Linked DNA regions of Mus musculus: region 2 is linked to region 1. Evidence: chromatin contacts called from public Hi-C data. All regions are on one chromosome and are shown on one strand. Each heading gives the region's core, a stretch centred on a gene start, on an enhancer-like site or on the middle of the called end of the contact. The rest is flanking DNA. Distances are from core to core; before and after follow the strand shown.

Region 1 (7,723 bases), core at 2,603-5,102:
GGATATTTCCTTGAGGTATTTTTGGTCAAACATTAACTACAGTCAAAGACAAACACAGACAGGGGCTTGGGCCATAGAGCCTCTGTAAGTTCTTGTGTAAAGTAGCTATGTCAATGATTGACTAATAAGGATACATACTGATTCTGAGGACACTCAATGCTGGCCAGTATCAGGCCATGTGTCACTGAAGATAGGCTACTGAGAGTTATAACCGAGCTCTGCTTCAGGCCCCATCTTCTGTTCATGGTGCACGGTCATATAGTGAACAAGCCATTGTCAATAATCTCACCAATGCAGAGCCATATCACTATGCAATTTCAGCCATAATGGTACCCTCTGAAAACATGAACTCGCATGAATAGTTCCTGACAATATCAGGCCACAGGTTTGTTTCAGCTTTGAGTGCAGAGCCTTTTTTTTTTTAATAATTTAGTACAACAAAAAAGAGTAAAAAGAAGGACATTTGACATTTCAGATATAAAATAATGGTAAATTAGTGCAGCTGATTTTATATATATATTTCAAAACTTGTTAGATTTTTTTGTTGTTCCTGACTGTATCCTCAGCAGGAAATCCTGAGTGACTCTATGAATAACCTGTCCTCTCTAATGCAATAGTCCTGTCTCTAGTTCATCAGCCATGTCACCTTCAATTAAGCAGTGGCTCAGTTGGTGCAGGGACAGCCTTCATATTAGAACTGCAGAAAGGTTTCTCCTTTGTGACTTAAGTATTTTTCCAACTGTTGGAATGTTCACCAATTGCTGCTTCAGCTCCTTGGAAGGCACGGAGCTTTGTGCGTCTAGGCATTTACTGTACTAGTAATTAATGCCGTGAGCTTTGTAATTAAAAAAAAAAAAAAACTTTTTGTCTTTATACTCAGGGTGATAATGCTGCAAGTAAAAATTAATTAAAATGAGATGAATTGCCTTCAGTTAAAGGAAACAGAAAGTGAAAGGGAGGGGAGAGGGAGGAGGAACCTGAAGCATCCCTGGCCTTATTAATGATGTAAACCAGGGGGTGGGGTTCCTGTTTCTTCCTACTTTCTCTCTGTTCTATGTTATTGAGCCTGAATTAATGTAGACACAAATGATTAGTTGCTGAAGACACACAGCAAAAGGACATTTCTTGTCCATTTGGCTATGGGTCACCATCAAGACCAAAAGCAGCAACGCCCATGTGTGTGTGTGAGCCTCCCTTCAACTTCTGTGTTCTAGCCTGCTTGGGGTAATGAGCTGTGAAATTGGCTCTTATATTATTATTAATTAAATCGACCAACGTTTTTTTTTGATAGCCGTATTCTCTACAAGGTCTTGAAAAGTCCCATCACTGATCATGACAGAGCTTGAGTGAGACATTTGGACCTCTGATCCTTCTAGTCTAAAGCAGATGCTACAAGATGTGAGTTCATCGTGCCTGCATACTGATTTTTCTAAAGTTAGGCCCCAGTTTCGACTGAAGGTCACTGCCTCATTAAATTAGTGCACAATGATGACATTGTATTTTTAAAAAGAAGCAGTAGTCAATCAATATGTGGACCAGGGTCAGCCTAGGATTCATGTGATTATTTAAAGGCCATAGAAATAACAGAAAGCCCATGGCCTCTCAGATAGATAATACATGCACAGAAAAGCAAATGCGACATCACACAGAACCACTTGGAAGTTAGCATTTAGAGACTAACAGGTTCGGTGCTCTGAGAGACAGGAGTAACCTATAGGGGGATTCATTGTAGAATGAAGAAGTCAGAAATGGCTTCATAGGAAAAATGAATCAAACAGGGCTGGCAGGGAAAAGGACAGAGTAAAAGACAAAATCATTTTCTTTTAAAATATATAGTCTTTATATAATTTGGTTACTGGTCATAGAGGTGGAAACTACTATATTCAGATAGATACTTATATCATTTCTCCAGCACTCTTGTGTCTTAACAATATCTTTAAAACTGGTTCTATGGATATATTTGGTGTTCTATGGATTTTACATCCTAGAAAGCCTGCCTTTTTAAACTGCAAGGTTCAGATACCCCTCTGTTACATTTTCAACCGTTAAAATTTTCCAACAACTGATGGGATGGGAGCTATTTCATGTTTCACAGTTCAAAGTTAGGGATCAGGTCTTGGTACGTGAACTGAGCAAATCTGGAGAAACATACAAAGAAGTAACAATTTTCAGTCTGGATTTTGATTGTAGTAGAAGAGAGGCGGGGGAGCTTCAAACGATCTCTGAAAAGCTAAAATTAGTATTTCACATTCCACGGCTAGTCCATATTTGGGGGGCCATTTCACTAGCATCACCGGGTAGCAGTTTTCCAAGAAGCCAGTAGTGAGTGTGACCATATGACGCTTCCTTCTCCTTCTGTTCTAAATCCCACAGACTGCAAAATTAGATTCCCTAGATTTAACGACGACGTTGGCATTCTTTTAGTAAAGCCATCTGTACAGCAGTCTCCCCTTATCTGCGATTTTACTTCCTTTAGTTTCCATTTCAAGTGGTCAACCATAGTATATCCAGGTCACAAAGATCCCTCCCTCAATAATCATCTAGGAGTCCCCACATTTATCAGGCTGACTGGTGCAGAATTGTGATGTAACCCTTAAGTAGTAAGTAGTCCAATGCTGCATCACAGTGACTGCGTTCTACACCCCACACTGTCTCATGGAGGCACTGTATCATCTCCTAACATCACAGTGTGAGACATTTTGAGATAGTAACATTCAGCTATCTCTTATTACATTATGTCATTAAATTCTGATGTTTTTCTTATGTTGTTATATGCATGGATAGGAGGAAACACAGTAGTAAAACTAGCCTTTGGTAAACAGGAGGATTCAAGCACCCACGATGATACCCTCTCTGGGTAAGGAGACCATGTTGTTCTTGTACTAGGGCAATTTGAGTAATTCCTCTCACCTAACATATATAGACACAAATCATCACATGTTCCATACCCTCTCCAGACGAAGGGTTTACAGCATCAGTCTAGCTTTATAGAGCTACCAACGTGGTTTGCAAAGATCTTAGTTTGTCTGTACAGCACCTGCCATTTTCAAGCCAGGAAAATCAATCCTAGTTTCTGCTGGTTCAGCCTCAGAAGAGGAGAGTTTGGGAAACATTTCTTCTTCTTCTTCTTCTCTTCTTTAAGTAGTAGAGTAGATTTGCTGCCAGAGGCAAGGAATGGCTTCGTATCAGATGAGCATTGGTCTTAAACAATTGGGTTAAATGAACCTCACTGGGTTTTGATGGATGTCTAATATGCTTGTGAATGGTTGCTGAACTCAAAACTAGAGAGAATTCCCTCTCAACTGGACTGTCCTTAGCTACTTTAGTGAGAAATTAGCAAGCAAAGGAAACTGTTAAACTGCCCCCAACATGTCTACCTAATTTTGTGCTGTACGCTCATGGACTGATAAGCTTTGTAGCACAGATGATGCTAAAGTACCCAGTCGATTCTTTCTCCTTGTTACCTTTAATCATTTCTTTGAAACTTATAGCAAAGGTAGCTGCCGTTAACAAACATCTCAGAACTTGTAGTGAACTGTGAAGCCATATTTTAATTAAGAAATGATGGACAAGATTATACTTATCATATAAGAAAAGGCAGTCCTGAAGTAATGAAGCAGTGTGGAGAAAAATGAGCCAGAATAGGAGTGACAGTAAATTACCAGGTGCAGGTGACTAACAGATATCCTGTGACCTCTATGAATTCCACATTGCAGAACAATGTTAACGGATGCATGATTTATGTGCTCCTGCCCTCCTCGCTCCAGAAGGCAGAACACAGTGTTCTGTGAACAGCAAAAAATACTCCCACTGACTGGCTCACACACTCTCCCCTGAAAGGACTGGGCTTACAATCTGGCGCAGGCAAGGAAGTGCTGACTGGCCTTTGGCACCTGCACAACTCTTGGCTCACACACTGGGCCTGGCTGTTAGAAACAAACATAATAGCAGACACCTTGGAGCTGCCCCTCCAAGATATACTGCTTCAGCGCAAGCACTCTGTCTAACCATAGTTCAGTTCTTTCCTGTAGTGGATGTTGAATAGAAGCTTTTCTGGTGCCTTTATAAGTCTGTTCAAAGATTCTAAGGATTGGAGAATACAGACTCATTCATTTTTCATTTTAGCTTCTCTTGGGATATGAATGTTAGGAGCAAGAAGAAAGAATGAAAGAACATACAGAGAGAATAATTCATGAAGTGACCAAATGCTACCTATAAGATAAGAAGGAAGAACTTGGCAAAACAGAACTATGTGGAAGGTTGAGGGGGCCAGTCTGGGACGTGGGCAGCAGCCTGGGACAGTTCTTCATTCCTTCATTTGTTTACCTCCTATTTATTTACTTAAATAAGAAATGTTGCTCTGACCATTGGAAAAAAAGTTGGCACTTCAATTCAGTCATAAAGAAAGCACCACACTTGACTGCATTAGAATCCTTTTGTGAGGTCTAACTAGAAGAGAAAGAAATCTTCTCAGACACGATAACTGAGCTTAAAATCAAGGACTCTCCAAGTCATAAAATTTAGCATTTCTTTCTCCTTTGAGTTGTAGTTGTCTGACATTTAACAGAAATACAAGGACCTGATCTCACAATATTGATATTGCAAAAGTTCTGTTTTTGGTTATTCATCTCCCACCCCCACCCCACCCCCACAGAACTTTGTCATTATTTTCAATTCTGAAGTGCAATGGTCATTTTGAAATAATAATTCATAATTTTATTTTAATTTGGAGGTAAATAAAAGGTAGAATGTTGTAACTACAATATACATTGAGGAAACTTGAAGACCGCATAAAAATGACAATAATGATTCTGAGAAGCCCAGGGGCTGGGAAAATTATGTTATAATCCACCACCAAACTGGGTTGCAAACAAATAATTTTAAAAATAGACTAATATGTTGGCACAACAGATATTCTGAAATACAATTTGTGGCATGTCTTTGTACTATGCAGAACGATTGAATGACACTCAAATAGGCCAGCTTTCAAATTCTTGGACTTTTTGCTGAATTGTGTCCATATTACACATGAAGCTTGTGTCCATCAACAGAGGAATAGATAATGAAAATGTGGTGCACATATACATTGACATTTATTCAGCTATAAGGAAACATAAAACTATGAAATCTGTAGTAATGTGAGTGGATCTGGAAAGAATTACACAGGGATAGCTCAAACTCAGAAAGACAAATCCTGTTATTTTTTGTCTCACATGCAAATCCTAGATATACCTCCAAGGAGACCATGAAGGTAGGAAGAAGGTTTAGAGGAAGGGGAGTAAAGAGGATAGATAGAGAAATGCAAGATGTGAAAGGAAAACAGGCATTATCAGGGATAGAAAGCTGCAAGACTGGGGGGTGGGGGGACGACTGGGGAGAAGCACAGGGGAGGGTGTGAGAGGAGATCAACACAAACAGCACAAACACACCATAATAAAACTTATTGCCTTAAATATTAGTAGAACCAAGCAACTAAAATAAAATAAATCATACCAACACAGAAAAGAATAACTGGAAGGAGAAGAGACGTAAAGGGACGGATGGAAGGGATGAGGAGAGCAAGGAAGGGGGAGAGAGTGAGGAACCTGCCTCTCAATGAGATCAGCACCAAATACATTATGAGAAAAGAAGATGTCTATAAGATACATTCCACATGCCACTTGACTCTTGAATTTTGTGGTATTTCATGAAGTTACTAACATAATTACTGTAAATAGATCAAAGCAAGACCTTATATAGCTACACTGTACAAAAATAAAAATAAAAACCAAAAAACAGTTTCCCAGCAGGGTCTCTCTGACTTCTGTATCCTATTGTTAGAGTGTGACTTAAATAAAGACTGGAGGGTGAGTTTTGTCTGGGTATCTTAACCTACATAGGAGACTGGACTAACAGGAGTCTTACCTTCAGATTCTAGATCTCTCTCTCTTTGTTTTGTTTTGTTTTTGTTTTTGTTTTTGGGTTTTTTTTTTTGAGACAGGGTTTCTCTGTATAGCCCTGGCTGTCCTGGAACTCACTTTGTAGACCAGGCTGGCCTCGAACTCAGAAATCTGCCTGCCTCTGCCTCCCAAGTGCTGGGATTAAAGGCGTGCGCCACCACTGCTCGCCCTAGATCTCATTTCTAAACTCCACTCTTCCATACAGGTCTTGTTCACACACGTGAAAACTTCTAGAATGTGCTCAGTCAGGGTTGTTGTGACTTGTTTTACTAAAACAGGTAGTGAGTCTGCACACTGCAGGCATGTCCTTACTTTATCTTGATTGTCATCCCAAAGCAACAGGCAACATTCAGTGCAGGTAGCCTCTTGGACTACTAACATGAAATAAATAAAGAATAAATTGCTTTTTCATGAGACACTTTTAATCATTCTGGTTTTTATGTACTTTATATTTCTACACTTGATCTTAGCCAAAGGGCAGAGAAGCATTGTACTTTATATTTCTAAGGGCATATTTCATTCAGAATTTCATGTTTGAAAATATTTATTATTTTAAATAGACTGTGTATTGTCCTTAAAATGCACAAACCCAAAAGGACCCAATTTATACTTGTCAGAAGGTGACGTAAGGGATTCATTTCTAGTCCAATAGTGTATAGTATAAAGGCTAAACTACCTTGTTTTCAATTTCACTGTTTTGTTTTGTTTTGTTTTGTTTTTCACAATAAAAGGCAAGGACACAGTAACCGAGAAGAAAAGAATTCCATGGGTTCAGCCTACCCATGCCCTTCATCTTGACTGTCACTCACCCATTACCTAGATTTACTTTTTAAATGTAAGCCCAGGCTGAAGTCCAAGACAGTAGAGATGATAAAGGGGGCAAAATGAAATGTTTAGAATATCAGGCACAAGACCAGCACAAGTTCAAAGCAGGCCAAACCCCACCAAGGTGACAGGGAAGTGTTCACAAATTTCCACCCATAACTAAGAAGTCCTTTGCAATAGGTAGCTGCAGGGAGAGGGAAAAATCAATTTTCTCCAATGGAGTGACATAGGGTATATCAACCACACTCTAGGGCAATTCTCACAGTCAGGAAGAGTTGGTCAACACAAAATGTACACTCCGTGGTTTTTGTACACTTTTTTGTGTTTTTGGTTGAGTGGGGGTTGTTTGTTTTGTTATGTCTTGCTTTTTTTTTTCTTTTATAATGTGTGTCCTTTTTCTTTGTTCTCGGTGAAGAGGAGACAGAGAGGACATGGATTTGGGTGTGTAGGGACGATCTGGGATGAGCTGGAAAGGGGAAAATAAATATGATCTGCATGTATTGTATGAAAGAATTTAAAAATTAAAAAAAAATGTTTTATGAAGTCTAGAGAGAGATAGGATGAGAATGTTCTGGGGAAGGTAAGAGGAGGGGATACAATCATGATGTTTGTATAAAATTAAAGGACACATGTAAACAGTGTTCAAAAAAATAATGTTGACAGTGACTGAGGGAGAGAACTGTCATCAACCTCTGACCACCACATGTACTTATATAAGACTTGCATGTATGTGTACACACACACATATGCACACACACCACATACACACATACATCACACATGCACACACACACATATGCACACACACACACACATACACACACACACACACACACACACACACACACACTTTCTTCAGAACTATAAGCAAAGATGAACCATGACTGTTACTGTTTGTCATGCAGTGCATACAGTTTTGGATTCTTTACATTAATTCCAAAAAAAGTTCATAATTTGGA
Region 2 (7,723 bases), core at 3,466-5,965, 270 kb before region 1:
TCCGGTCGTGTCTGTGGCAGAGGATGGCCTTGTTGGACATCAGTGGAAGGAGCAGCCCTTGGTCCTTTGGGGGTTCGATGCCCCAGTGTAGGGGAATGCCAGGACTGGAAGGCAGAAATAGGTGGGTGGGGGAGCACCCTCATAGAGGCAGAGTGAGGGGGGTTTCCTGAGGGGAGGCCTGGAAAGGGGATATTTACATTTGAAATGTAAATAAAGAAAATATCCAATAAAAGAAAAAACAAAAAACAAAAAACAAACCACTGGTATAAGGCGTGATCAGCTTTTTCCTCTCCTTGGTAATGCACATATTGGCCAGATTAGACAAGATTAGAAGTAGAAAAAGGCAGGTTTCTTAGGAGGCAGCTCTCCTGGCCCGTTCACTGATCTCACATGTGGAGGTCAATGAAGTCAAGCATCTGGGCTAAAGCGAGGTGGTTTTATAGAATTTAGGTGAGGAGTGGTGACTGGAAGCTGGAATTGCTCCCCTATGTGTTCAAAAACGGAGCCCCTGGGCAAGCACTCTGGGGTGGGTTGCTGGAAACATGGAGACAAGGAAAGATGACTTGTTAGCCTGCAGTTTTTTCTGAGGGGGCAGGGGTATTTTCTCTGTTTGTGGTGGGGGACGGAGGGCAAATGGAGTTTTCCATCTTGTGCAGGGGCGAGCAAAGGTTCAAGTCTAACCAGGAGCTGACACTCTCCTGCTTTCTACCTCTTTAGTCCTTTGTTGCACTGTGGCCTTTAGACCTCCTGACCCCTCCTACTGGACTGCCATTGCCCAGTGCTTTGCACAGATAGTTTACTCTTACCTTCTAGGTGTCCTGTCACCTGTCTTCTTTGTGAGACACTGTCCCTGACCTCCTGAGATAAAATAAAGACCCCGTGTCTTATTACCTTAGTTCTTGTACTTCTTCTGGTCAAATATAACAGTCTAAAAATATTGTGTTCCTTTCCATATTGAATGTTTATTTGTTTTTGCTTATCTCCTGATCTTTCCTTTTGATCCCCACTGTCGTGTTAAATTCGTAACTTCTTGGTTAACGTTTATTAAAGGTTCGTTTAATTCACTTACTTTATTTCTAAGCCTGCCTACTGGACATGTCTTTCCTCTATTCATCTCTGGCATCTAAGCTGTAATGAACCACTGGACAGAGACCACAGATCTACTGGGAAGATTTACATGGTAGCTGTTTGCTGAACCACAGCGTCTCCTGCTTCACTCTCAGTCATTTCTCCACTTAGTTCCAAGAGATCCTGCTGATAACATGCTATCGACTTGCTTGCTTATTTTGTAGACAGGTATGGAGCTACTTCCCCACAAAGAGTGGACAATCTGTTCTTAATATGTAGGGATTCCTTTTGCTTTGACTTGGTGGTGGTGGTGGTGGTGGGTGGTGGAATTTTTTTTTTTCAAAAGACCATCAAAGTTTAAACAGACATGGTGAATGGAGAAAGAGGAAGTAGTGGGGAAATGCAGGTCTCCGGTGTGTTGATTTTGGATTTGTTAGGTGCTGCACACAAGTAGAGCTCATATGTACTAAAGCCAAGCTCTATCAATGTTGAGGCCAAATATAGAAAAGAACAAAGGGCAGTATGTTTAAAATCAAACATATGGATTTAAGATGACTGGCAAATAAAACACATTCTTTTTCAGGCATCTTTCATTAATTGGATGATGCTTATACCATAGTCTTTGATCAAGGAGGAGGATACTGATCCAGACTTTTAAAATAGTTTCATCATTATTTCCTCCTCACTATATCAATTCTCGTTGCCAGACTGGCTTCTGTTGATTCTGGACCCCATGGCTGACTTAGTCTGAGTAACTTGTGCCAGGCTTTCTGTACATGACTGGCACCACACTTTTTCCTCTTAATGTTTTGATGTTTCATCTTGTAACCTGGTGGCAAAGTTTGACCTTGCATCCAATTTTTATAATCTAAATAGAGTTTTTCTGTTTTCTAAAGATGTCTTTTAAAAATTTCTGTATGTTTATCCATGTTCTTGGCTCAGTCCTGATATCCTCTCTAACCAACTATCATAATATGCCATGTTCATATTCATATACCATGTTCTACTGAAATATCTTAATATACCATGTTCACAAAATTGCACTGGCATCAAATTTATAAATTTCTCACTAAGATATATTAACCATCTATTGTACAGAAACATTGTATTATGTTTAGTGGTTATAAATATACACACATTTTGTATAATACTTGCTCTCTGGAGAGCAAGGTGTGCATGAGACAAGATATATAAATAAGGCACAAAAAGATAAGTGGCCTCTCTCTCTCTCTCTCTCTCTCTCTCTCTCTCTCTCTCTCTGTGTGTGTGTGTGTGTGTGTGTGTGTGTTAGTTAAAATGTTCGGATAAAACATTATATGGCTGTTATCTGAGTCATAAGAAGGAATGAGCCAGGTGTGGGCTACATCTCTGCAGTTCTTACTCTACACTGTACTTGTGTAGGGACTCAGTTCTTACTCTACACTGTACTGGTCAGGGACTCAGGCACCTGGGAGTGGAGATCTCAGTAGAGAACTTGACTAATATTAATGACAAGGCACTGGGTTTTGATACACAGATTTCCACCCAAGCACCGAAAAACAAACAAACAAACAACAAACAAACAAACAGCGCCCCCAAACAAAAACAGTACAAACAACAGTAAAGATTAGAGTTTTCATATAAAAATTAAGTTAACACTGAAGATAAACAATCAAACTGAGGCATATCACAGGCTCACAGTGGTGTCCCCTGTCAAACTCAGGCTACCTACACCTATTGTACTATATGATAACATTTAGGAAGTGTTTGAGGGCTCCGCCACAGCAGTTCCCTATAGTTGTGTAAGAGGCTTACAATCAGACCAGAGGAAAGACTGGGCAAGAGGCTGGGGTGACTGAGATCAGTGATTGGAGTCCCTTCTGTGTATTCTGAATCAACTGTGTTCTTGGGTTGAGGATCTTCATCCTTTCAACTCTAATTTCCCTACAGCCTCCTTGAGAGAGCAGCCATCCTACTATTGTGCTGCTTCTCAGGGCTTTCTAGACATAAAGCCCACCATTTTTGTTTGCTTTGAAATAGGGTCTCCTATGTAGTTCTGACTTGACTAGTCTGGAACTTGCCATGTATATTAGGCTGGCCTCAAACTTGTAGAAAACCATTTACCTTTGCCTCCATCCCCCATCTTCAAAGCCTTCTTGTTCTTGGAAGTTCCACTTTAAATACAATCTCAACAGCCAGTTATCTTAAAGTCCTTGTGCTATCTTTGAAATTTGGTTTGTAGAAAGGAAGACTATTCTGTGATTTTTTTTTCTGTAAGATATTTGTCCTATCTTTGTTTGTTTGGTTTTGTTGTATTTTATTTTATTATTCTCTAAAAACCGGGTTGTTTTCTAACAAGAGGCAGACAAAGGGAAGGATTTTGGAGGAGTTGAAGTAAGGGGAGGCAAAATTAGAATATATTGCATGAAAAAAAAAACCCTATTGTCTGTAAAAACAGAAAAAAAAAACAAAAACAAAAAGAAATCTTTAAAATGACAGCAAAAACAGATATGATGATTATTTTTGCAAAATAGCTTTCAAAAATAATACAGTCTCCATTTGTACCTACATCATTTTCTTATGTTACATCATTGTCTACTAACTTTATGTTACCTGTGTTTTGCCCATCACTTTAGCTTTCTTAGGAATGGAGTAACAGAAGAGGGAAGGTGTTCTGATCCCTGAATGGGAGAGGATAGGACCAAATTGTCAGAAAATGTAGCAATAACCAATCTGGTCCTATTATAGTTTTGAAGTGAATGTATTTTTATTTTATAGACATGCACATATTTAAGCTTATATTTTATTTATTATTTATTAATATTCAATTTTTTAAGTAAATTTAAATTTATGGAGAATTTGAGGACAGCTACATATGTTCTTGGGTTGCCAAGTTCTTTGCCTGGTAATTTTATAATAATATAAAACTGATATAATGAAGATCAATGAGGGTAACAATTATTTGTAAGTAGCATGGTGTGATGTTAATCTTAACAAACTTAAATACAGGTTCAACCTTATAGCTATGTTGCCAATGACTACTTTCAGGGGTCATTTCTTAATGGCAACTTAGGACAGTGTCCCCCCCCCCCCCCCGCAATGGCACACATTTAAAAGTTTCAGAGGCATTTGTGCAATTTCACCCTGAATCTGTTACTGTCCATGGTTCTTCTCCCTTTGCTCAGACATTGTAAACCTTGGGGGAAACATGAAGAGGAGATGGAGGGCAAGCTGGGGATGCTATGACTTCCTTGAAGGTCAGCCAGCAAGCCAAGGGGTGGGATGGAATTAGAACTCACACCCCTCAATTTTCCAGGCTGTTGCTTAGCCCACTGAACCCCACTGCCTCTGACTTGGTGTATTAATAGAGGCTGGGGAACACAGATTGCTTGAACATATGGCAGAGAGGATGGGAAGATAATATTCTGCGGCAGACTCGCTTCTGCAGACGGGTGACTGCGAAGGCTGTTTTTCTGCACAGGGTTCAGCAACTGAAGCGTTAAACGCATTTTCTTATTTTTGTCTCTAAATGATACAGCTTTTCCCCTTGAGTGAGATCAATTTCTGGACATTCTTCTTGTCAGGGGAAGCTGGTGGAAGTGAGGCCAAGGGTGCAGGCCTCCCCATAGTCTGTGGAGAGGAATAAATAAGGCCCACGCACAACACCCTGCAGAGTACCTGGAGGGGTGCCTAATGACTGGCCAGTTCCACTTCCCTCACACACAACACCTGTGGTCGGAACAAGGGCTCAGAAATTGGCTCCTGATCTAGACTCTCTGTGGCTCCTTAATGGTAATGTAGAATATGGTACACATTTAATATGCCCTAGTTATTTCTTTCATTGCTATCACTAGATGCCACTAAGAATCAAGTCCAAGGGCTTCACACAATGCTCTGTGGAGGGGAAAATGTGAGTTTTACTCTTAGATTCTTTCTTGTAAGGAAGACAGCATATAGGGCTCATAATGAGGAAAAGAAAATCAGACCACACGAGACAGTGGTCAATGTACTCAGGGCCCAGGGGCTGGCAGTACAAAGACTTTAGGTATGATGTAAGGATAGGGCTTTCCAACCGATAGGTGATGATGCTCAGAGTCCCTTTTTAATGTTGTATATTTGATGTTATAATGGACTTTATATGAAGATATGTTTGGAAAATAGGGAGGTTTGTAAATTGATGATGGCTGATTGATACAACAAAATGATGACGTTCAGAACATGAATGTTAGCTATGCACAAAACAGAGCATCTCACTCACCCAGGGACAAAATGCCTGATGGGCCTGAGTTTATACATCTAGAATTGTGTCTACCTCACAGACTTGTGATGAGGCCTAACTGACTAATGCAAGGCAGTGCTGTTCGTTCACACTGCTAGACTGTAGGCACTCACTGAATGGAAATATTGCTTTAAAGCTGTCAGTACAAGTACTGGGTACTATTATTATATCTATCATAAAAATTGTATTAGGATTCCAATGGTAAAACCTCTATAGAAGAAGAGAGATCACACAATGTTCTGGTGGCAAAGGAGTGGGGAGGCAGGTCAGGTGGTCTTTCAGGGTATGGGTCACGCTGACTGGCTGAAAAATGGCCCAGACATAATTTTATTATGAGATACACTGAATCCCTGTATTTTGGAATATGCTATTTCAAGACTAATGAAGTAAAGATGGAAGTCAGAGGAGACCCTCCTCCAAGGTAACTGCTACCCTCCCATGCGGGAATGTGGACTCTGAGGTCTACAGAAGGAAACACAAGTAAAGATGCCTGGAAAAGAAAGCCATTTGCAAGCAGGTGGGAAAGGACCCAAGAAAAATTAGCATCCAAATCAGGTGAGATGTTCTTTAACGCCCATCTCCCCTAAGTATTTTGAGTTTCTCTGTGTAGCCCTGGTTCTCCTGGATCTCACTCTGTAGACCAGGCTGACCTTGAACTCAGAGACACCCTTGCCTATGCTTCCAGAGTTCTGGGATTAAAGGCCTGTGCCATCACCATGACTACCACCATCACCTACCTAAATTTCCTCTTCTTTAAGCAGCCCAGACTGTGGTACTACGCTACCACAGTGCTAGTAAACCCTGGAGAATTCACAAGTTAGCATAACAGCTTTTATTTACCCACTGGAGCCAAAGGATGCCATTGCCTACCCACTGGAGCCAGAACCTGGCATTGCCTGGAGATTGGAGTCACACTTCTCCCTCTACAAGCAATGCTTTGGCGTTTGCTGAGATCTCTCAGGCAGGCCCCCAAAATCGGTGCTTTTATTTTCTCAGCTGACATATTGCAGGAAGCAATTCCTGAGTGCTGTCCCTGTTCCCCTCCTCTTGGAGGGGATGTAATGGCATCTCCAGCATGTTGCTGGTATTGCCATTGAGCTGATCCTGCAGACTCTTATATTCTGCACCCCCTCCCCCAGGGAAAAAATAATTAGAAGCTTATCAATCAGCTTTCTATGATATAAACTATTACCTGCCAAAATACTATCCTGAGCATTCTGGAACCAAAGGTGAAGGAAAAGCAAACACAAAGGACATGAACAGACAGCTTTTTCTGTTTTTAATCAATTGCACCCCAAATGAAGCAGCGATCAAAGAAAGGTCCTCCGTTAGCTGTCAGGTCAGTGACTTTGATCAGCTGATGTCAATTACCAGAGCTGGGTAATATCTCCCCAGCTGTGGCCCTCCTACCGGCAAAACTGGACTGCTCCGTGCAAGCCACATTAAACCTGTCTGCCATCCATCCCTGGCTCTCCTTTGCGGCAGCAGCTTAACAAGACAAGGGAGGGAGCATCACCAAGAGGCAAATACTATTTTCCAGGAGGCCAGGATGCTGAGAGGTGAGCAGGGTAGAGAAAAGCAAGATATAGGCCATTAAGCAACAGGGCTTTCTCATAAGACCGTTTCATATTATCATTTCTATGCAGATGTGTTTTTCAGCCTTCTAAAGTGAGGAGAGGCAGCCGAAAATAACGGGCAGATCACAGCCAGTTGGCTATCCTCCTCCAGATTGGAGGCCACGACCCATTCTCATTTTTTTCAGCTTTTGTAAAGGTGAGCTTGAAGCTTCCTTTAAGAAATCATGAAAACACCACCACCACCACCACCCCACCACCACCACCAACACCACCACCAACACCAACAACAACAACAACACAGTATTTTTTTCACTTTTCGAGACTCAGAAAAAAATCCGGCTTGAAACAAATTCAGTTTTTGTCACCCTTCAGGTAGCTAACTAAGCCCAACCCCCCACCTTCCTGCTGCTGATGGGGTGGAGCCTCAGCCCCTAGAAAAAGGACCAGAAGAATCCCCAAAAGAGTTCCTCAACGAATACCCTACAGTAGAAAGGAGAGCCTTAGTTCCTGATGCTCCTGCCCCTCCCTTTCTGGAGGCTAGCTTTACAGATTGCTTAAGGACCTGGGCAGCTGTGGATCCACTGGGCTCCTGGGAATAGATGCAGAACTTCCCTTTGAAATGCGCCCCTCCTGCTGTTCTTAAGTAGCACTGACAGGAATAATAGGTATTTATACCAAGAGAGTCCTTCAGAACCTTTATTAAACCCTTTCAAATATATTCTCCCCTTCCAACCCAGCAAAGATAATATACTTTGTGACAAGCGCCACCGAGGAGACCGCTGCAGAGTTTTTGGCCTCTGGAACCACCTGTTGTCTAAAA

Evidence for each region. A called contact is a pair of places that touch in the nucleus more often than the background predicts.
Region 2: a Hi-C map of cerebellum shows a contact between it and region 1, with 1.6 times the contacts expected there. The contact joins two enhancer-like sites. A contact is called at or near these places in 5 of 484 Hi-C or Micro-C datasets (brain, cerebellar granule neurons, cerebellum and 1 more).

What each region holds. Positions count from the first base shown.
Region 1 is chr16:41,741,355-41,749,077 of GRCm38.p6, reverse strand. The region is part of intron 1 of Lsamp (limbic system-associated membrane protein); the gene reads right to left. Among named protein-coding and RNA genes, the nearest start is that of Gm46551, 110 kb to the left of the region's middle. Within about 2 kb of position 3,852, at least 55 of the 459 cell types and tissues checked have an H3K27ac peak or open chromatin away from gene starts, as enhancers often do. A contact at or near this core is called in brain, cerebellar granule neurons, cerebellum and 1 more, where this site is marked.
Region 2 is chr16:42,014,148-42,021,870 of GRCm38.p6, reverse strand. All of the region lies in intron 3 of Lsamp (limbic system-associated membrane protein), which reads right to left. It overlaps Gm52229 (splicing regulatory glutamine/lysine-rich protein 1-like), which reads right to left. Exons shown (of 1, transcript XM_030249356.1): 1 at 1-7,723. Among named protein-coding and RNA genes, the nearest start is that of Gm52229, 54 kb to the right of the region's middle. Within about 2 kb of position 4,715, at least 12 of the 459 cell types and tissues checked have an H3K27ac peak or open chromatin away from gene starts, as enhancers often do. A contact at or near this core is called in brain, cerebellar granule neurons, cerebellum and 1 more, where this site is marked.